Regions from separate parts of the Mus musculus genome. Here regions 1, 3 and 4 are each linked to region 2. The links are chromatin contacts, called in public Hi-C and promoter capture Hi-C maps. All regions are on one chromosome and are shown on one strand. The core of a region is the stretch at or near the end of the contact, and the rest is flanking DNA. Distances in the headings are between cores, read along the strand shown. Region 1 holds the start of Dph3 (diphthamine biosynthesis 3). Region 2 holds the start of Selenok (selenoprotein K). Region 3 holds the start of Ncoa4 (nuclear receptor coactivator 4). Region 4 holds the start of Timm23 (translocase of inner mitochondrial membrane 23).

Region 1 (4,872 bases), core at 1,612-4,111, 2.1 Mb before region 2:
GGACTGGTGAGATGGCTCAGTGGGTAAGAGCACCCGACTGTTCTTCCGAAGGTCCAGAGTTCAAATCCCAGCAACCACATGGTGGCTCACAACCATCTGTAACAAGATCTGACCCCCTCTTCTGGAGTATCTGAAGACAGCTACAGTGTACTTACTTACATATAATAAATAAATAAATCTTTTAAAAAAAAAAAGATTCTGGTAGAACAGCGGCCAGAGATGGTAGGACAGTATTAAAAATGTTTGGGAATCAGAGCCCTTCAACTTGCTGAGAGGTTCCTACTGTAGGAACAGCCCTGCTGGCTTCCTCTCATTCTGCCAGAAACAGACCAGGCAGTCTGGTTCGTCCCGAAAAAAACAAAAACAAAAAACAAAACCACAAACAAACAAACAAACAAAAAAGAGTTCTAGGTTCTAGGACCAAAAGAGTCCAAGTTGGCATCGTGACTTTTGAGCTTTGCCTTAGCGAATTCTTCAGCCCCTAGACCTCATTTCCCAGGGCTAAAGACACACCCCATCTGTACTTCACTGTGTTATTCTTTTTTTTTTTTTTTTTTTTTAAGGTGAATCTTTTTTTTTTTTTTTTTTTTTAAAGATTTATTTATTATATGTAAGTACACTGAAGCTGTCTTCAGACACTCCAGAAGAGGGCACCAGATCTCATTACGGATGGTTGTGAGCCACCATGTGGTTGCTGGGATTTGAACTCCTGACCTTCGGAAGAGCAGTCGGGTGCTCTTACCCACTGAGCCATCTCACCAGCCCTCACTGTGTTATTCTAATGATCAAACACACATAAGAATTATCCAGAACCCAGTGTCAACTACCATAAATAAATGGCTCATTAAGTTTTTCCTTTACTATTTTAAATAATATGCACACAAATGATTTGTTGAGAAGTTAAAAAGAAAAGCTAGCTGATTATAACTTCAGTCTTTAAGATGCCCCAGAAATTTGTTTTTGATGGGTCTGAACTGCTTTCTAAAACATCAGGTCCAGGGCTGGAGAGATGGCTTGGCAGTTAAGAGCACTGACTACACTTCTAGAGATCCTGAGTTCAATTCCCAGCAACCACATGGCCAGAAAAGGGTGGCCCGGAACTGGAGTTATAGACATAACTAACTTCAATATAGGTGCTAGGAATTTAACGTCGGTCTTCAGGAAGAGCAGCAGTGATATTAACTGATGAACCAGCTCTTCAGCCTTTTGTGTGTTTGCTTTTTAAATAAAAGACCTAAGAACTTATACACACTACGAGCCTCGTGTGGCCGGTAGCCTCCCCAATATGGAGCTCACCAACTTGTCGGCCCCTGCGCTCCAGAGATCCACCTGTTTCTGCCCCTGCTTGCATCAATGCTGGGGTTACAGATCGATATACTTGCCAGGCCATTCCCTACCAACAACTGCATCCATTTCTGCGCATTCAAGAATGGCTCATAAGAACTAAAGATCATCTGAACTAAAGACAGACACTTGGAAATCAGTTTTCTTCCTGTGTCCCAGAGGTTACCTGGGAAGTATTTATACCCATAAAGATAGAAGGCTTTCACTGCATTTCTCTTCTGCCCAGACAGGCTACAGCTAACCTGCAACAGGCTACAAAGATCTCCTAATTGCTATTTAGATCTTCAATTATGTTAAAAAAAAAAAAAAAAAAAGGAATGGAGATCTTTGAAACAACCTTCCATACACTTAAGTTCTGGGTTTTTTCCTCCCAAAGGCTTCTCTGCCCATAGGTTTTCACACTTCAAAAAGGCTTCAAAATATAGTGTCCTTTAAACATGCACAAAATTGGTAATTTATGCACACAACTGTACATACTTAAACACTGTTACAGAAATGTAAACTACATAAGTCATACATGACTGCTGAACTATTCATTCTCGTGCAAAAGAATGTTAGATTCCAAAGGATCTACTCTCAGAAGAGGATGTAAGAACCAAAGAATGTAATTTTCCAACCCCCAGAGCTCTTCAAGTCAAACTGGAATCCAGTTCTGCCATACTACTTTTCACTACACTGCACTCCTCCAGTGAGATGAGTAACTGCTTAGCACTACTCCAAAGTCCCTGGTTGTAACCGGAACAAGCCCAGCACGGCTCTCGGAACAACGTGCTTCTCAAAGAAGAGGCTGCACGCTGACGAAAATACCAGGAACACCATTCCTTTTACCGAGAACTAAAGTTCACATAAATAATTTGTTCCTGGGCTTTAGAGACAGCTAGGCTCATCGTTATGGCCTAGGTATGCAATCTTGGGCAAGATGCCCAGTCTCTAAATCTATGTTAAAGATGAATAAAATGGATTTTTGAACCTCAAGATCAAGTTTAACATATAGGTTGCCCACTAAAAACCCCAATAATTAAAAGCTACTGTGCCCACCACTGCAGTGAATATTTAAAATATGGCTAGAACTCGCCCCTGTCTTGCAGATCTTGGTTCTCTACAACACAACCGGGGTATCAGAAAGTGGCTGGGGTGAGAGAGGCAGTGATGTACCTGCAGGCAAGAACTCATAACAGGCCAAGAGTCACTCAGAGTTCAAGGTCGCCTGAAACGCAATTGCAGGAGCGCTGTGGGCCGAGAACTGGAGAGGACGCTGTGTGGCTCCCTGAGCCTCAATGATTCCCCCTTTCAAGAGGGCGTAGCCTCCGCCAATTCTTTTAATGTCCTCTGAAGTCAGCTATGGAGGACAAGACTCCACCTGCATAGAAAACTCGTTTATATCCCAAGCCCAAACTCCCCGGGCCCCGGACTGACGTAACCGCCATGAGAGGGAGCCCTTCACACTATTGGTCGCTGGCACCCAGTGGACGGAGAACTGCGCAACGCTGCTGCGCAGGAAGCACCATCTTTCCGGCGCTATCTCCATGGCGACCGCGACCGGGTCACCCTTTTGGCCGCGGCGGTAGAAGTTACGTCATCGCCTGTGCGTCCGGAAGTGACTGTTCCTGCGCCAGGGTGGACCGGGAAGACCGGGCCTTACCCTGCCTGGGCGCAGGTAGGCAAGCTGATGCGGTGCCGACCGGGTGACCATGGCGGTGTTTCACGACGAGGTGGAGATCGAGGACTTTCAATATGACGAGGACTCGGAGACATATTTCTACCCTTGCCCCTGTGGGGATAACTTTGCCATCACCAAGGTACTCTAAAGGGCCCGCCGGCGATCCCTCGAGCTTGCGCATTGTCGCTTCCGGTGTCCCTGGGAAGGCTCAGTTACCCACGTGTTCTTCCGAACCCCCGCCCCTAAAGTAGTAACCTAGGCTGTCTAGCATACAGGGTCGGGTTAAGGGCGCTGTTCTCCGTAGTCCCGCCCCTAAGTGTTTTTCTTTTTTTTCTATTTTTTTTTCCCCTGGGAGCTTCTTTGAAGAAGGGAACTTGATTTTGTACCCCAGGGTTTTGGAGGCGATCGAACCAATCTAATCTCCCTGTTTTTTTTTCCTAGATGACACTTGGGAGGAAAGTTCTTTGTGTTGTTACCCAACTAAAGACTTGCCCATAGACATAGGAGAGATTTATGGGAAGTTGACGAAAGGCTATGCTGACCATATGTTGTTTGATTGCGTTGTAGGAAGATTTGGAAAATGGAGAAGATGTGGCCACGTGTCCTAGCTGCTCACTCATTATAAAAGTGATTTATGACAAAGTAAGGGATATGTTAAAGGGGATGGGTGGTGTGAGCTAATGACAAGGGCCTAAAGGAGCCTGTCTGATAGAAAAGGGCGGAAGAGTGTTGGGTGTTGGTTTGTTTTTTGAGACAGGGACCTTAAGTAGCCCTGGCTATACTGGAACTCATGATGTGAACCAGGCTGGCCTTGAATTCACAGAGATCTGCCTTTTATGTAACTTATGATCACTTTGGAAAGGGCAATAAAGAAATTGCTTTGTAATGAAAATTGATGACTTAATCAGGAATGAAAAATTATGGTTATTTTAATTGATGTTCTTCCTTTTGACATTTCTCTTGTATTTAATATTTAGTTTGTTCAGAGCTCTAGGATATTTTTAGAAGATTGCATTTTATTGCTTGCCTAGCTTATGTACAGAATCTACCTTGTTTGAGATATAGTTCCTAGATGTAATGTTACAGTTCCATGTTCCTTTGTATCCATTAGGAATGGCAATAGAAAAGGGGTAAATATCTTTACTTCCCACCCAAAGCTCAGTTAGTGCTTTGGAGTCTAAGTACAGAATGTAACAGTCTAGAGGATAAATTCTAAAATGACTATAGGGTAAGTTGGACCAAAGCACAGAACTTTGTGGGAGAAGCAGGTGTTAATTTAGACAATAATAGAAATGTAATGATTCATTCTTATTTTAAAATGGTTTATGGAGCAAAGAACAATGGACAGACTAGGGACTGACTCCTTGGGAATCACACTGTAGAGGATGTGTAGTAACTGGGAAAGTTTTTGTGGTAGCTGGCATAAACCAGCATGAAAGATCAGAGTGTGAACTTCATTTACAAGTAGTTACTGTTGCAGGTATATGTTGGGAAACACACAAAGGCATTCTTTTTATTACTCATTTTGAAGAGGTTACATATTTGAATGACCAGATATTGATCTGAAATATAAAAACTTGATAGTTGTGATGTGTTTATTTCTGGGAACTGGTTGCTCCCTAGCTAAGATATTTATGAGACACTGCATATTAACTAATGACCTCAGGGCTAAACTTCAGTATACTTTTAGATTCTGGTTCTAGTGCTGACACCAGCTCTCTGTACAAAAATAAAGTGTTATTGGGTCTGGGGAGATGGATTAGAGGCTAAGAGCTTCCAAAAGGAGTGGCCATTTACATCTTCCACAGTGGTGGCTCACAGCCACCTGCAACTCTAGCCCCAGGGAATCTGGTGCCCTCTTCTTCCCT
Region 2 (5,028 bases), core at 1,246-3,745:
TACTTGACTCACAGTTCCACAGTCATAGTCCATCACTGAAGGAAGTAAGGAGAAGAACTCAACTAGGGCAGGAACCTGGAGGCAGGAGCTGATGCTGAAGGGGTGCTGCTTCCTGCCTTTCTCCCCACAGCATGTTTTCTTACAGAACCCAGGGGTGTCCCCATCAACAATGGGCTGGGCCCTCCCACATCAATCACTAAGTAAAAATGTCCTACGGGCTTGCCTCTAGCCTGATCTTATGGAGGCATTTTCTCAATTGAGGTTCCTATTTTCAGTAATTCTAACTTGTGTCAAGTTGACATAAAACTTGCCAGCCCAATACTCAATGAAAGGGGGACGTATCCTTCTCTATCTACTCATGACTTTCCAAACAGGAGACATTCAAATATTTACTCAATTCAGGGTAAGTAAGACCTGGTAGTAACTGGCTGGCAGTTTAGGTAGCACAGCACGTAATGGTCAGACACCACCCCTCATCTAATACACAACTACTTAAAATGCCTGAGACCTCATCTAATACAGAACTGCTTAAAATGCCTGAGAAGTCGACATTTTTTTTTCCCCATTATCAACTAACCCTTCATTAAAAGTTCAGAACCAGGAGTGGTGGCACATTCTTGTAATTTCAACACTTAGGAGGCTAAGGCGGGGTGACTACAATGACTTCCAGAACAGCTTAGACTCTCTATAACACTAAACCAGCTATGAGACTAAATAGCAACACTTGGTCTCAATTAAAGAAATGCTTTTATACTTACAAGAAAACCACGAATTCTGCTATTCCCCAGAAGAAGTCTGTTAGGAAAGACACTCTCCATGGGGACTGATTCCTGCTGTCCAACACCTGACCTACAGAATTAAAGAAAGAAACTGAGGTAAGTGCCACAAGTCCACAACTCGGCGCTGCCTTTAATCAGCGGAGCAACACCAATGAGCTCAGCTTTTGACTTGTTGGCTTCTTCAAGCCAGTCAACATCAGAGGTCCACTGTGAGTGCAGTCAAACTCTGGGATCTAGCGTTCACTCCTTCGATAGATGTCTACTTTCAGTATGTAATTCTCGGAGGCGAACTCATTCTAGGCATCTCTTTGCCATCTCCTTCTCACTGGTAAAATGCACATGACATTTTAGTGGCGAGATGGATGCAGCAGAAGAACACTGATCACTTTTGAGTGCATAGCTGTATGAGCTAGTGACCTAAATTGCAAATAACAGAATCTGCGAGCGCTCGAAACTGAAGATGGAATGATGATGCTTCCTGTAGTGCCCATCACACCACCTATCCCAAAGCTTTGTAATCAGGAGGTGAAATCCTGAAAAAAGCCGAGAAATTCAAAGTGCTCTCAGCCCTAAGACTTCTGCTAATCGCCCTACTCTCTAGAGATACAGAGATGAATCTGATACAACCACACCTATTTCCAGGGCCCCAAGAGAGTCTTGTAGAAATGCGCCAAGGAGTCTCACCTAAGTCACACAGGTGGGCAGATGGTTCTGGCACTGATACGACCTTCTCAGGCTGTATTTTTTTCTTTTCCAGTAATTGGAGACTTGCTTCCCAAGTTCTTTCAAACTGGGTAAAGTCTTGGGCTTAGGACTAGCTACACTTTTAGGGGAGAAAAATCTGTCACAACTTTTGTATTGCCTGGCGTGGTGGTGCTTGCCTTTAATTTAATCCCACTACTCCGGAGTCAGAGGCAGGAGGATCTTTGGGAGTTAGTGGCCACCTTAGCGTACACAGTGAGTTACAGGGCAGATAAAACTACAAAGTGAGACCCTGTCTCCAGATTTTATTTATTTTTTTCATATTCTTGCTAGTCCTGCATCACCACCATCGCCATCATTATTGTACGCATTATAGAGGCAGTATGGTAGGTAATACTGGAGCCAACCTGAGTTCAATTTAACCTAAATTTCATATTGCCTTTGTGATCTTTAGCGAGCTAGTCAATCTATGTCTCAGTCTGCATCCGAAAAACAGGGATAGAAATACACCATCTGAATAGAACAGTTACAAGGATGAAAGAGATGCTAGGCAAAGAACGCGGCTCTAGCGGCCCAAACAAAAGCGCGTTGTATCCGGACCGGGTTAGCGTCTCTGTCATTCCCGGGTTAAGGACACCCGCGCCCGGGATCACTATCGCAAACCCACAATCGGAAAATTGGCTGTACCAGGAGGCTTCAGGGTCCCCCAGCGGCACCCGGGGACCTTCTGGGCTGCGCCTCGGCTCCCACCGCCTCCGCTTCCCACTCCTTCCGGCCACTGGTGTGGGGGAGGCCGCCCCAAGCTCAGGACCCGGCGAGTCAGGACAGAAGCGGCCCAGGGTAAGGCTCTCACTCACCATTCGAGATGTAAACCATCTTCCCTCCGGTTGCCTGCTTCCTAGCGACAGAGAAGACCGGACGCCCCTGTTGTCGCCGTACCTAGCCTCCCGCCCCGCCCTGTACGTCACAGGCCACTGACAGACCCAAGTCAGGCTAGAGGTGGGTCGAGCCCATTGGCTGCTGGGAGACCACTCCTGACTAGAGGTTCCGCCCAGTCACACAAGTAACTTCCGCTGGCGTGGATACTGCCTGAGTCAGGAGACCGGATATGACGTCTAGGAGAAACATTGTTTGAGGGTCCTTTTCCCCACCCCCCTCACTTGGTTCCGGTTTGACCGAGAGTCTTTGAGGCCACAGCACTGCCGACCGGAAGTTGCTTGCTAGTTGGCAGACACGCGCAGGGTTCGGGTCCGAGGTGGCTCGAAGGGCTTGGAGGGCGGAACGTTCCTCAGCTTTCCAGATGTGTTGCTGTCTTTTGGAGTGGCAGGGAGAGGCTCTGAGGCGGTGTCTGGGACATGAAGAGCTTTAACCATCAGGTTTTGCTGAACTCACTTTTAAGTCCCTCTGGACCGTATTCCCTTTAAGCCGGTTATTTCTGCTCTCAGTTTATTTGTTTTGCTTTTTTGAAACAGGACTCACACTGTATTCCTGGCTCTGAGCTCACATTGTAGACGAGGCTGGCCCTAAACGCAAAGATCTGCCTGCCTCTGCCTCCGTAGCGCAGGGATGAAAGACAAGCCTCACCACACCCAGCTGGTTTTTGTTTTTGTCTTTTGTCTTGTTTTTGTTTGTTTTTGATTTGGGATCTGTGTATCCCAGGCTGCCCTTGAACTCACTTTGTAGACCAGGCCTATACCAGTACTCATGTGGCATAGGCAGGTGGATCTGTATAAGTTCAAGAAGTGGAATTTGTTATTTTTCGAGACTGTTTTTCTGTGTAGCCCTGGCTGCCCTGTAACTAGCTCTGTAGAGCAGGCTGTTCTTGAACTCAGAGATCCACCTGTCTCTTGCCTCCCAAGTGCTGGGACTAAAGGTGTAACCAACACCCAGCTAAGAAGTGGCATTTTTAATAGCTGTAGAGACACAACTAGGGAAAATCAAATGAACTTCAGAATGACAATTTCCTCTGCTTGTCAGCATTGTAGACGTGACATATGCGTTAGAAGGCAGGTCTTGGGCATCCAGTAAGTTTGAAGAAAATTCCTTGCTGCCCCTGTTGTGTTTCCTTTGTGGTGCGGGGAGTGGGGGTGAGGAGAGGGGAAGGGAGGAATGAGGTGTGCAGTCAGTACAGAAAGGGAGAGTTGGGTGTTTTCCACCTTATTGGACTGGCTAGGGAGCTCTGGCCATCTGCCTGTCTCATCCTCCAGGATAGGTCTGAGTTGTGTGCAACCACTGTTGGCTTTTACATGACTGCTGGGGATTCTAAAATCCAGGCCCTCATGTCTGTGTAGCAGTCACTTTACCCACCGAGCTCTCTTCCCAACCTGGGTCCGTGATTTTTCTCAAGGGCCTTTCTAGACCTGGGCTTAAACCATGACGTTGCCTCTCACTCTCTGTGCTCTCTTTTCCTTCTAACTGAAATCCCTGGTTATACTTTTGTCAGACTGCAACAAGAATGATTTATTTAAAAAAAACAAAACAAAACTTTGTTTTGCTTAAAACCCTTTAGACACTAAAATGTAGTGATCTCCCATTGCTCTTACAAACTAGGTCCTTTTCAGTATCCACTGATATAGCCTGACCTGTTCACTTGATTTTAGCTTCTGCTACACATTCCCACCCAAAACACACTCTGGCAATAATTTTTTTTTTTTTTTTACAGTTTTGTGAGTGCCCTAAGTCTTTTCATCTCCCTGAACGTGCACATAGCTATTCTTCCTGTAACACGTTAACTGACTCACCGACAGTTCCCCATCCTTTCCCCTTCAGTTGTCAGCCCGAGTGTCATCATTTGAGTGTCTCTCCTTGATTCCTCATCTCTGGTCAGTTTATTCATAGTCCTTATCACAACATGGAATTACTAACCTGATTATTTAGTGTTGTCACTCTTCATTAGTAAACGCTAAGGGATCAGGAACCTCATCCGCCTGGTACCCCTGTACAAGGTGTGGTGGTGCACACTTGTAAGCCGAGCAGTTGGAAGGCTTAGGCTGCAGTCCTGTGAGTTGAGGTCAGTTTGAGTTACATAGCAAGTTTCCATCCAGCAGGCGTTACACAGTGAGACCTTGTCTCAACAAACAAACAGCACCAGTAGCCACACAAGGAAGGGAGCAAACCCCGGATCTCAGGCCAGTTACTTCCTCTTCATTCCTCTTTAGATTTTATTCCTGCACCTTAATGCAGTGATATCCCAAACTATCCCTAGCCTCCCTGTGTTTCAACCTGTGTTACTTCTGGCTGCCAGTTCAATACAGCCTCACCAATCTGCTCATTAGCCTTTTAGCCACCACCTTCCACATAACGCCCTGGTTAGCTGTGGGAGGTTCCTTTGATACCACTTAGATTATTCTCTCTGGTTTCTAGTTCCTCAATAGACCCTTTGTTTTCCTGAATTCTTGCTTATGTGCACAGTTTCTCCTAAGGAGAACTTCTCTACCTACTGCTCTTCTTGGGTTCAGTTCTCCTAAGGTTTTCCTCAACGTGCAAAGCCTTTCACAATTTCTCACTTATATTTGATGGGAATATGTCTGGCTTTGAAGAATTAATT
Region 3 (5,189 bases), core at 514-3,013, 2.2 Mb before region 2:
AAGCAACCTGCACTGCTTTCATAAACTGGCCATGGGAGTCAAGTTAACTTCTAAAACTAGATACAAGATGCTTTAAGAAGCATCTTAGTTCATCTGTAGTTCGGTAATTTTCCTCAAAAGAATAACGTAACTGTAGAGACAGACACGTTCGTCATCATCAAACTTCAATCTGAAAACTTTAAATGTCTAGGTTATTTTCCGAAAGGCTCAAAGACCCAAGGGAGGAGGTAAAAAAAAAAGAAAAAAGAGATCTAAATGCAGGGACTGTTAGTGCCAGCAGCTACCCATTATCTCACTTAGCAGAACAATTCTTCGGGCGAGTAAATCTTGCAAAGAGCAAATCACCTGGGTGTGGTGGCACGTACGTCTGTAAACCCAGCAGAGCCAACAGGATCCCTGCAGCCAGTCTCAAGCAAACTAAACAAACCAGGCTGGAGAGATGGCCCAGTGGTTATCAAAGGGCCAGAGTTCAGTTCTTAGGGCCCACATCAGGTGACTCACAATGGCTTGTAAGGGGATCTGACACTCTTCTTAAACAAACAAAAAAATCCACAGAGCAAATCAAGCGACCTGCTGAGCAGTACAAATTAGTCTCCTGTTTGTCACACAGGATGAAATTCTTTCCAATGTTCTAATGTACTTTAAAAGTTCAGAAACATCACAGTGGGATGCTAACGGAGAACCAACAGCCTTACCTGTCCCATACACACCCAGGGAAGTAACTCAAAAGGTCTATGACCATACTCCAAATTACCAAGTGGGTGGAAAGTCAAGTCCTTCCAAAAGGACGCCAGGGTGGCAGGCCCTTACCTACTAAACAACACTAGCAGGAGAGCTGTGTGCAGGAGGGTCAGATAACTCCAGCCCCTCTGACTTGTCATTCTTGAGCCATCCTCCCAAGTTCCAGCCTGTAGCACTTAAACCCATACTGTTCCCACCGCAAGGGCTAAGTCACATCAGGGCCGGGAGCACGTCCACTTCTTTACATTACTATATCCTCAGTACCCTAAGCATATAGCAAATGAACGCCCGAGCTATGAATTAATGATTCTGCAAGCTCTCTCTTCTCATCAGCTGAAGGGACGAATCAAACGATTTAAAGGGACTGCTGGGAGAAGGAAACGGATAGTGGGCCTCCAGAAGTCATTCCACCTTGCCAAACCACTAGGAATAGGGGCAAATGTGCACTGGGTCAGTAATGGAAACCAGGCCCGCCTGGGACCAGAGAAACAGGGCTGTCACCGCTATAAACCCAGAGGACAGTCAGGGCAATGTAGGGAAAGGGATGGAAGAGAAGCATTCAGGCTGCAATCGTGGCCCAGGAACGAAACATGTCGACAGGACAGAGGAGAGAAGACAGATCCAGCGCTTGGGCATGAAGGAAAAGTGGTAGCGTCGGGACGAGGGGAGGGAGAGGAGCTCTGGCCTGGCGCGACGCGGGGACTGGAGAGGCGATCACAGCAGACGTGACCTGGGGAAGGGAAGGGCCATTGGGCCCCGCGTGCAGGCAGGTGGGATGGTGGTCCCGGACCCGAGGGTCGGGAAGAATGGAGGGGAGGGCAGGACAGGCCACAGGCCGGAGCGAAGAAGGGCACAGGGCAGAAGAGGAAGCGCGCCCGCCGGCCACTCTCGTCCTTACCGGCTGGCAGCGCTCCTTCCGGTGATCCGAGCGGACCTTAGACCGACCCAGACACTTAGCCGTGGAAGGATCCGGACCCTGAAGACAGAGTTCTCGCGATAGGATGGCCTCCCTACCACGCTTCTCGGTAGTGTTCTGACAGTCTCGCGAGATTTCCTTCCGCGCCTGCGCAAAGTCTTCTTAGAGCTCAACGTGGAGGCATGCAGTAACACTCCCTGCCCTTAGTCTGGATCATTTTCGTGCCTATCAGTAAGTCTCTAATCCCAGCACTCCGGAGGCAGAGGCAGAGGCAGGCGGATTTCTGAGTTCGAGGACAGCCTGGTCTACAGAGTGAGTTCCAGGACAGCCAGGGCTACACAGAGAAACCCTGTCTTGAAAAAAAAAAAAAAAAGCACTTCCTGTTCTTGCAGAGGACCCAGTTTTGGTTCCCAGCCACCTACAGGATGGCTCACAACCACCCATACCTCCTGGTTCCAGTGCCTTCTGACCTCCAAGGGCACCAGGCGTGCACACGGTACAGATGTATATATGCAGGCAAAAAAGAGTCATGCAAATAAAGAAAATAAACTCTTTTTTTCCTCTGGGGTTTGTGGTGGTTTGAGTAAGAATGGCCCTCTCGGGCTCACGTGTTTGAATGCTTACTGATGAGAAGATGGCTCTACTTAGAGTGAGTGTCCTTGTTGGGGTGGGTGTGGCTTTGGGGGAGGAAGTATGTCACTGGGGGTTGGCTTTGAGGCTTCAGAAGTCCAAGCCAGGCTTAGTGGCTCACTCTTTCTTTCTGCTGCATGTGGATCTGGATGTAGTACTCTGAGCTACTTCTGCCTGCAGGCCACCCTGCTTTATGCCATGCTGATAATGGACAAAGCCTCTGAAATGGTAAAGATGGCCCAGGCAAATGCTTCCTTTTGTAAGAGTTGCCATGGTCATGGTGTCTCTTCACAGCAATAAAACAGTGACTAAGACAAGGCTGATGGGCTTTATAACTTAGGAAAAACATGCTACATTTTTTTTTAAATATTGAGTAAATAAATGTCAGAATTAATGTTACAGTTTCAAGTCAGTGTATTTTAGCTGGTCTGTATGCCACACCTAACTGACCCTAGAGCTAGGCCCCACCACCCACAGAAGTCCGGCTTCTGAGTTTCCTGTCAGACTGCGTGAGGTCTAGAGAGCCCCTTCTCCAGTATCTCTAACCTGTTCTAACCTTATGCAAACACAGTGTGATGTGGGGACTCGATAAAGAGGGGGTACCTAAGTAACTGGAAGGAAGGATAAATGAGAGTACCAGGGACAAAGAAGAAGTCTGGTTTCATCATGAACACACATGCTTTTTTCCATTGTAAAGCAGAAACAGATGGTTCTGAGCCACCATGTGGTTGCTGGGAACTCAGAACCTCTGGAAGAGCTTCGGGGCTCTTAACCACTGAACCACTTCTCTAGCCTAAACCAGAAACAAGATGCAGGCAGAAGAGCCTTATTTGTAGAAGTGGTGGAAATGGATGTGGGCCCCATAGGAAAGCACACATGCATGACACCTGTTGGAGCTCAGGAAAGATGCTGTAACTGGTACCTGGTATTGTTGGGTTGATTTGTTTGGTTGTATAACATGCATTAAGTTAATACAAATATGGTTGGCAAACTTGTTTACTTGTTTACTTGTTTGTTTTTTTATTTATTTGAGTTTTTCAAGATATGCTGCCTCTGCCTTCTGAGTGCTGGGATTACAGGTCACCTCCTTGCAAGCTTATGATTGGTAAATTTAAATCATACAAGGTTCAAATGTTACTCCACTTTTGGGCCCACACGAAGCACATTTACATAGTCCAGCTGTCAACTCGACAGGTCTTCCCTGGGTTCTTCCGATCCACCACACTGTAGGTGCAGTTCTCTGGGTGGAATTGTACATCACAGTTGTCTTTGTCATAGCTCAAAGGCCTAGTAGCGCTGTCAATGAGACAAGAAAAGACGTTAGGAAGGGAGGAAACATTCACCCAGCCCTACTGCTCTGTGCAAGAAGCAGACTACACACATTCCTGTCTCCTGGAATGTAAGGGCATCACTTGGCTAGAAGCATTTGTACCTGTTTGTGCCATGGAGTCACAGAGACCATCCCTAACAAGGGTCCTACATTCTACCCTGCATGCACTGAAGGACACTGGGAAGTTCTAACAGGCCAAAGGCAGGGCTAGGCCGCTCTGGGACGGGAAATCTTGTACTAACCTTGTCTTCCCAACCCTCCCTGTCCAGGGAGTGGTCATCGATAATGGTGCTAGACTGTGGGAAGAGAAGGGTTGTCCCAGCTCTGTGTGGTATCTAGTTAGAAGAGGAGCTCACCCAACCAACAGGGGCAGAGAGCCATCCCAGACCAGGGTCATGGATCCCAGGGAGAAGATAGTAGAAACAAAGCATCATGGGAAAACCCACCTGCACATGCAGGGGCACACGATTTTAGGAGTCATTGCCCTCAAAGCCCATCTATAGGCTTGGGACATGGTGGCATGCAGCTATAATTACAGCACTTGGAGGTAGAGGCAGAAAGATTAGAAGTTTAAGACTAGGCTCTGCTACACAATGAACTTGAGGCCAGTCTAGGCTATGAGAAACCTTGTCTCAGCAAAGCTACAGGCTAGAGAAATGTAGTCCGTGGTTAAAAGCAATTTCTATTCTTTCAAAGAATGGGAGTTTGGCTCTCAGCACCCTGAGGATACCTCTAACTCCAGCCCCAGGGAGTCAACACCTTCTGGCTTTCATGGGTAATTGCATTTCTGTGCGTAGACATCCACGTAGACAATACGCATAAATAAATAATAAATATTTTCCTAAAGACCAAAGAATAAATAAACTGCTCTGGCTAAAGTGTATAAAAGCAGCCATTTCAATGCCCTGTATAACAAAAAAAGACCCAGAATTTTATCCTAAAGGAAAAGGACATCTGATTCCAAGAACATCAGAATTTGCAGCCCTCCCTGGCCATGCAGAGAGACACTGGCAGGAAGTTGTCTCACAATTTACCAGGACACTGGACACTCAACCCAAGCCTACATGGCCCAAACCCATGGGAACATTGTCCTGTGAGAGGAAGGCCCCAGTGACATGTAATCTTCTGGTTTGATTCTTTGTAAAGCTAACAGCAGATTACTTGTAGTATATAACATTTTGAAGACATTTGATGAGCTAGATGCTACTAATGCAGAAATAGTAATTAGGTTAAAAAACAGAGCACCAAATAGTACTATAAGCAGTAATGGTGGTGCACACCCCTAATCCCAGCACTTGAGAGGAAGAAGCAGGATGTTTGCTAGATCAAGGGCAGCCTGAGTATATAGAATATGATGAGATGTGTTTCAAAAAATCTTTTAAATCCAATTTAATTTGCAAAGTAAGTTTGACATGTAGCTGTAAAAGAAAAAAATGTATAAAAAAGAAAGAGAAATAAATTATTATCAGTTCCAAAGGTGGGTCCATAAAGATAGCAGCCCTTGCCCTTCCCTTGCTCAGGGAGCTCTTTCACCCCACTGACTCCAGAGGCCCACCAGGCTGCCAGGCTTTG
Region 4 (5,386 bases), core at 859-3,358, 2.2 Mb before region 2:
ACGCTGTTCCTTCTAGCTATATTATACCTACCTCTTTCATTTATACTGGACATCCTATTATTTCAAGACTCGTATCAGGCCAGAGGCAGGGATGCACCTGATTAAGTCCCTTTGGTTTTTGTGTTTAGGAGGCAGGTCTGAGGTCCAGACCAAATGGGACTACACAATGAGTCCTTGTTTCAAAACAAACAAACAAGAACAACAAAACACCTACTTCAAGTCTGCTTCTTAGTGTTCCCAAGAAAGACAAGAGTCCACTCTGCCCTGGTGTCTGCCCAGCTCTTACACTGCTCACCAATGCATGCTTTCAGCAATGTTCTTCACTCTGCGTAAAGAACAGTAGACTTTTCTCATCCTCACTGACCATTTCTCTCAGGCCTCTCCTAAAAGGCAGGTGTTCCTAAAGGCTCTATCCTTGGCTGCTTTACTGTCAATACTAACCATTGTATGCTAAACCACACTTACAGAGTCCATTATACTTTAACACCAAGAACTCCATTTCTCAAGCATAGGTGTATTTCTTCTGAGCTACAAAAGGACAGGACACGGCATTCCCTCCAGTACGCATCCACTTCTGTTCACTGCTGCCTGCAGCAGGGTCTAAGTGTAAAGCATCCCCCATCTAGACCAACTCCTTTAGTCCTGAGATTTCAACCAGGTTTTCTTTTCCATTTTCCATACACCAAACATATACAGACAGTTCAAGAAAACAAGACTAACCAAGTCCTTGCCTTACCCCGCCCCTTCACACAACTGAACACTCTTTAATAGCCTCTCACTGCCCTGAAAATGTAAAATTCAAGATCCTTAGTACTGTCCACACTTACTCAGCAGAGTAGGATCACTGTCCTAATTCTCTGCAGCCCATCTCTCACCATTCCACCGTTGATTCTGCGCACCCACTGCATATCTGAAGTACCTCTTTACTTTCTTCTCCAGTACTCACAGTAAGTACCAAACCTTCTGGACTACCATAACTAACTTAAGTATACTTAATTCCTACCAAAACAATGGCTCCTTCATGAACAACAACATCCATTACTCTCTGTTACAGGTATTTGACTTGTGCTATTGTTTCTCTCTCCTCACAGATTTCAAGGTACGAAAGAAGAGACCAAGTTCCTCGTGTTCAACATCGTGTGCCAGGGACAAATACAATCCAGCAAGCTAAGGCTAACAGCTCTGCACTCTGGAAGTCAGCTCTCACTGAGTCTACTGCAACAACTTTCTTTACGATTTTTGGAGACTGAAGCGCCCTTCTGCTTCACATACACAACTAGACTTCCTTAACAGGGCAAATTCTCTATCCAAGCTGAGGAAAGTATCCCGGGGAGGTCCGGTAACTACCTGTCCAACAAAGTTTTCCACAACACACATGCCACTAGTAAAACTGTAGCGCCTCTCATTGGAGTGGCATCTAGTGATTGAACATCGGGGTCATCAGAGTGGTGGAAACAAGATCAGTTAGGAGTGACTGGAGTCTCCTGGTCCTCACACTGAAACAAGGACAAAGATTTTTTTTTTCCCACGTACCAAACGAGGTGGCGTTGCCTCTGTGCGGTCCCGCCCGCCCCGAGACGCAGGCTGGCGAGGACGGAGGGACCCTGAACTGGACGGGAGCGTCCTTGGGGTCGAGAACACGCCTCTGCCTGCCAGGGAAGCTCCGGGAGTCCGAGGCAGTCGGCGCAGAAGTTCCAGCGGCGCCCCAGCGGGGCCGCTTCGTGCAGGGCTCCCAGCCGGGGCCCGCACTCATGCTGGGACCCGCAGCACACAGTCCCCGGGCCGGCCCGGGCGGAGAGCCTCATTCACTAACCCGGACAGGGACGGACTGCGCCTCCTTCTCGGCGCGCCGCGCACCATTCCCTCTCCGCAGCGGCCCGCCTGGAGGCTGCCACTCCTCGGGCCTTCGAGCGAGACCCTCGCTGCGCAGCCGCTTGCCTCCGCTCGGCAGCAGGGAGCCCACCAGCCCCGGGACGCGCCGCTTCCACTCGGCTCGAGATCGGGCTCCGGCTCCAGGCTCACTTTCCCACCACCGGAAAGCAGCCGTCTCGCGCTTCCCACTTCCGGGCCGCACACAGCCGTAAAGCGGAAGTGCGATACTTCACGGGAGCCGGCGCCCGGAAGGTCAGCGTGGTGAAGGTGGCAGGAGCAACGCGGGTCTTCCCGCTGTTGCTTGTCGCGGCCACGGCCGAGCATACGTCCCCGGCCTGAGGTGGTGGTGGCGAGCCCACCGCCGTTTGCTGCGACCTCATGGAAGGTGGCGGAGGAAGTAGCAACAAATCCACCAGCGGGTTAGCTGGCTTCTTCGGAGCCGGAGGAGCGGGTTACTCGAACGCTGATTTGGCCGGCGTCCCGCGTGAGTATCGGGCCTCGCCTGCTCCCCTTTCTGACTCCTTCCTGGGACAGCTAGAAATGTGTAACGTTCCTGTCCCTTTTCCTGCTCGCCTTTACGAGATTCACCGCCGGTGATTGGGTTTCAAGGCTGAACGAATTTGGGGGATCGTAAATCCCCGGGAAGCTCTTTTAGTGACCTAGTTTCGAGAGGAAACACAAAATGTCCTCCTCTTTAGTGCCCCGTCCCGTCTTTTCTCGTCACACGCTTTTCTGTATGCTTGGCCCTGTTAGGAGACCCTAGTTCTAGAAATAAACATTCCAAATAACAAGCGCGCTATTAATTTTTTTTCACACGGCTTTTAAATATTTCTAAACCAGTTAGGCGAAAACATTTTTCGTTCTTTGTGCGTGTGAGAGACAATTCAGGAAATCAGAAGGAGCTGGGGAAGCAAACGAAACTTTTAAGAGATTTTTAAACAAGAAAAAAGAGCCAAATTCTGAAAGCGATATAAGCAAATTCAAAGATGCAGAGGCATGAATTCCCAGCCTGTTGGCCCTTCTCAATCACCTAAGTATGTCTTTCAGGCTTTTAATGTTTTGTAATTATGGATATTCGACTGGATAAGTAGAGCTTGGGAGTTAATGTTTAATAACACTTTACTAAAGTGTTTCTTCTTGCTAATCCTCTAAGTAAAACCTTTACACTTAAAAACATTCAGAAAGCCGTTTGATAACCCTAATGTCTGCTGTCAAAACTTGAGTCCAGGACACAATTTATGTGTATCTTAGGATATCTCAGTTGCATAACATGAAGGGCACTACTTAAGGTGAGAGAGTACACATACTACTGAGGAGAGTAACGTGAGGACACAGAAGTTAGTGATAGATGACATGGCAATTGAAATAGGACCCTGAGATGGTGGTGGTGGTGATGGGCCGTGAAGGTTGTTGGAGAACAGGTTAGAGAAAACAGCTTGGGAGTTGAAGTTAGAGCTGTGACCTGAATTTAGCAACAAGTGCTTGAGAGACAGAACAAACCTGCTGTGTTTCTTGAGAAGCTATTGGGTCAGTTTGTCTTTAGAGTTGCAAGGGAATGAACTGATACAAGATTGATTGTAAGAGTTGAGAGGCAAGCCGGGCGTGGTGGCACACGCCTTTAATCCCAGCACTCGAGAGGCAGAGGCAGGCGGATTTCTGAGTTCGAGGCCAGCCTGGCCTACAAAGTGAGCTCCAGAACAGCCAGGGCTACACAGAGAAACCCTGTCTCGAAAAACCAAAAAAAAAAAAGAGTTGAGAGGCAGGAAACAGCAACAAATACAAGCTTTTATAAGCAAGGAAGGGGGGATTAGATTTGATCTAATTGTAGATGAAAGCCATTAGGGCTGATTTCATAATTTCTACAGAGAAAGTGTGTTGAAGGGATAAGAGAAAGTAAGAAATGGTTGGTATGAGATGGGATGCTTGTGTAACAATTGGAAGTCTGAAATAACAGGACTTAAAATTGATCAATAGGCTGGGCGTGGTGGCGCACGCCTTTAATCCCAGCACTTGGGAGGCAGAGGCAGGCGGATTTCTAAGTTCAAGGACAGCCAGGGCTACACAGAGAAACCCTGTCTCGAAAAACCAAAAAAAAAAAAAAAAAAAAAAAAAAGAATTGATCAATAGAATCATGCTTAGTGCATACATTTGTGAGCAATCAACCAAGATACAAAAGGACCCCAAATAGTATATTTAAAATCTATGAACATTAATTTTTCTTGCTAGATTATTTTTTGTTTTCAAAGTTGGTAGATTTAAAGTTAACCTGAAAGTCTGTATTTTCTGTTCCATTAAGCTTCATCTCTGGGTGAAAGCAGAGAGTCTCCTTGCCGTAATAAAGAGATTCTGTTAGCAAGATTGTTAGAAATGTGATGTGGACGATCTGCTTTGATAGACTTTTCTACAATCAAAAACCTAGGACTAGAGAGATGGCTCAGTGGTTAAGAGCACTAACTGCTCTTCCGGAGGTCCTGAGTTCAATTCCCAGCAACCACATGGTGGCTCACAACCATCTGATGCCCTCTTCTGGTGTGTCTGAAGACAGCTATAGTGTACTCACATGCATAAAAAAAATAAATAAATCTTTAAACAAACAAACTAACTAACCCAACTACTATTTTCCCTGAGAGACTGCTTATACTTGGCTGTTATGCTAGTTAAGGAAACTGCTTATACATACATACATACATACATACATACATACATACAAACATAGGTGGGGAGGAGTGGGTATGGGCACTTTGTGCCAAGCCTGGTGTCCTGTGTCCAATCCCTAGAACCAAACTGGTAGGTGGAAGGGACTCCAGTGAGCCCTCCACATGCACACTAGCACACACACAAACTAAAGGAAATGTGTGAATGTGAAAAGGAAGGGTAAACATAAACCAAAACAGGAATAACACTAAGCTAATTTTTCTAGGAGTTTTATGATTTGATATTAGTGCCAATATCTTATGAAAATGTAGGGCATGGGGCAAGGCCTAATTCCCAAAGAAAATTTACATTCATTGAGTTTCACAGTGTGTAACCGTTAGCTGAGTCCTATATGAAATCTTTGTGTGGATTTTGTTGCGATGTGACATTCTGTTTTCTCTCTAGTGACTGGTATGAACCCCCTGTCTCCTTATTTAAATGTGGATCCACGCTATCTCGTTCAGGTAAGATAAAGCTTTTACTAGTTTAAAGGTGTGCACCACCACAACTTCTTCAACCTATTAAATGACATCCACAGAACATCCACAGCTAATGTCATTCTTGACAATAAGAGACTGAGTCATGATCCCTCAAGATCAGGGGCGATACAGACATTTCCATTCTCTCTACTTCTCAGAATTGTCTAGGCAGCATAGCTAAAAATACAATATAAACTAAGTGGAATTTGCTGAAGCTTGGTGGTGCATGCCCATAAGCCCGGTACTTGGGAGGCAGGCGGAGCCTGAGTTTGAGGCTGCATAAATATGCTGTGACCCTGTCTTTGGGAGAAGCAGAGGGAGCTGCTCAGTGGCACACGCCC

What was found. Promoter capture Hi-C pulls out the DNA fragments that hold promoters and counts their contacts. A called contact is a pair of places that touch in the nucleus more often than the background predicts.
Region 1: a contact with region 2 is called in a Hi-C map of B cells, with 6 read pairs. The contact joins the promoter of Dph3 here to the promoter of Selenok in region 2. A contact is called at or near these places in 3 of 39 promoter capture datasets (erythroid cells, liver and pre-B cells), 5 of 484 Hi-C or Micro-C datasets (B cells, CD4 T cells, CD8 T cells and 2 more), 2 of 115 datasets of contacts at active chromatin or transcription factors (memory CD8 T cells and thymic regulatory T cells) and 2 of 9 other capture datasets (adipose tissue and liver).
Region 3: a promoter capture Hi-C map of liver shows a contact between it and region 2, with 4 times the contacts expected there. The contact joins the promoter of Ncoa4 here to the promoter of Selenok in region 2. A contact is called at or near these places in 2 of 39 promoter capture datasets (liver and pre-B cells), 2 of 484 Hi-C or Micro-C datasets (both in CD4 T cells) and 2 of 115 datasets of contacts at active chromatin or transcription factors (bone marrow-derived dendritic cells and thymic regulatory T cells).
Region 4: a contact with region 2 is called in a promoter capture Hi-C map of pre-B cells, with 12 times the contacts expected there. The contact joins the promoter of Timm23 here to the promoter of Selenok in region 2. A contact is called at or near these places in 3 of 39 promoter capture datasets (liver and pre-B cells), 1 of 115 datasets of contacts at active chromatin or transcription factors (thymic regulatory T cells) and 2 of 9 other capture datasets (adipose tissue and liver).

The regions. Positions count from the first base shown.
Region 1 is chr14:32,083,681-32,088,552 of GRCm38.p6, reverse strand. Dph3 (diphthamine biosynthesis 3) reads left to right here and starts at 2,861. Exons shown (of 3, transcript NM_172254.4): 1 at 2,861-3,143; 2 at 3,572-3,646. The coding sequence starts at 3,036. It overlaps Oxnad1 (oxidoreductase NAD-binding domain containing 1), which reads right to left and starts at 2,825. Exons shown (of 8, transcript NM_145460.2): 1 at 2,500-2,825.
Region 2 is chr14:29,965,847-29,970,874 of GRCm38.p6, reverse strand. Selenok (selenoprotein K) reads right to left here and starts at 2,495. Exons shown (of 5, transcript NM_019979.2): 1 at 2,339-2,495; 2 at 759-849. The coding sequence starts at 2,357.
Region 3 is chr14:32,156,461-32,161,649 of GRCm38.p6, reverse strand. Ncoa4 (nuclear receptor coactivator 4) reads right to left here and starts at 1,763. Exons shown (of 10, transcript NM_001033988.2): 1 at 1,640-1,763. It overlaps Msmb (beta-microseminoprotein), which reads right to left. Exons shown (of 4, transcript NM_020597.3): 4 at 3,323-3,583. The coding sequence ends at 3,454.
Region 4 is chr14:32,198,613-32,203,998 of GRCm38.p6, reverse strand. Timm23 (translocase of inner mitochondrial membrane 23) reads left to right here and starts at 2,108. Exons shown (of 7, transcript NM_016897.3): 1 at 2,108-2,356; 2 at 4,972-5,030. The coding sequence starts at 2,251. Parg (poly (ADP-ribose) glycohydrolase) reads right to left here and starts at 2,028. Exons shown (of 18, transcript NM_011960.3): 1 at 1,534-2,028. The coding sequence starts at 1,753.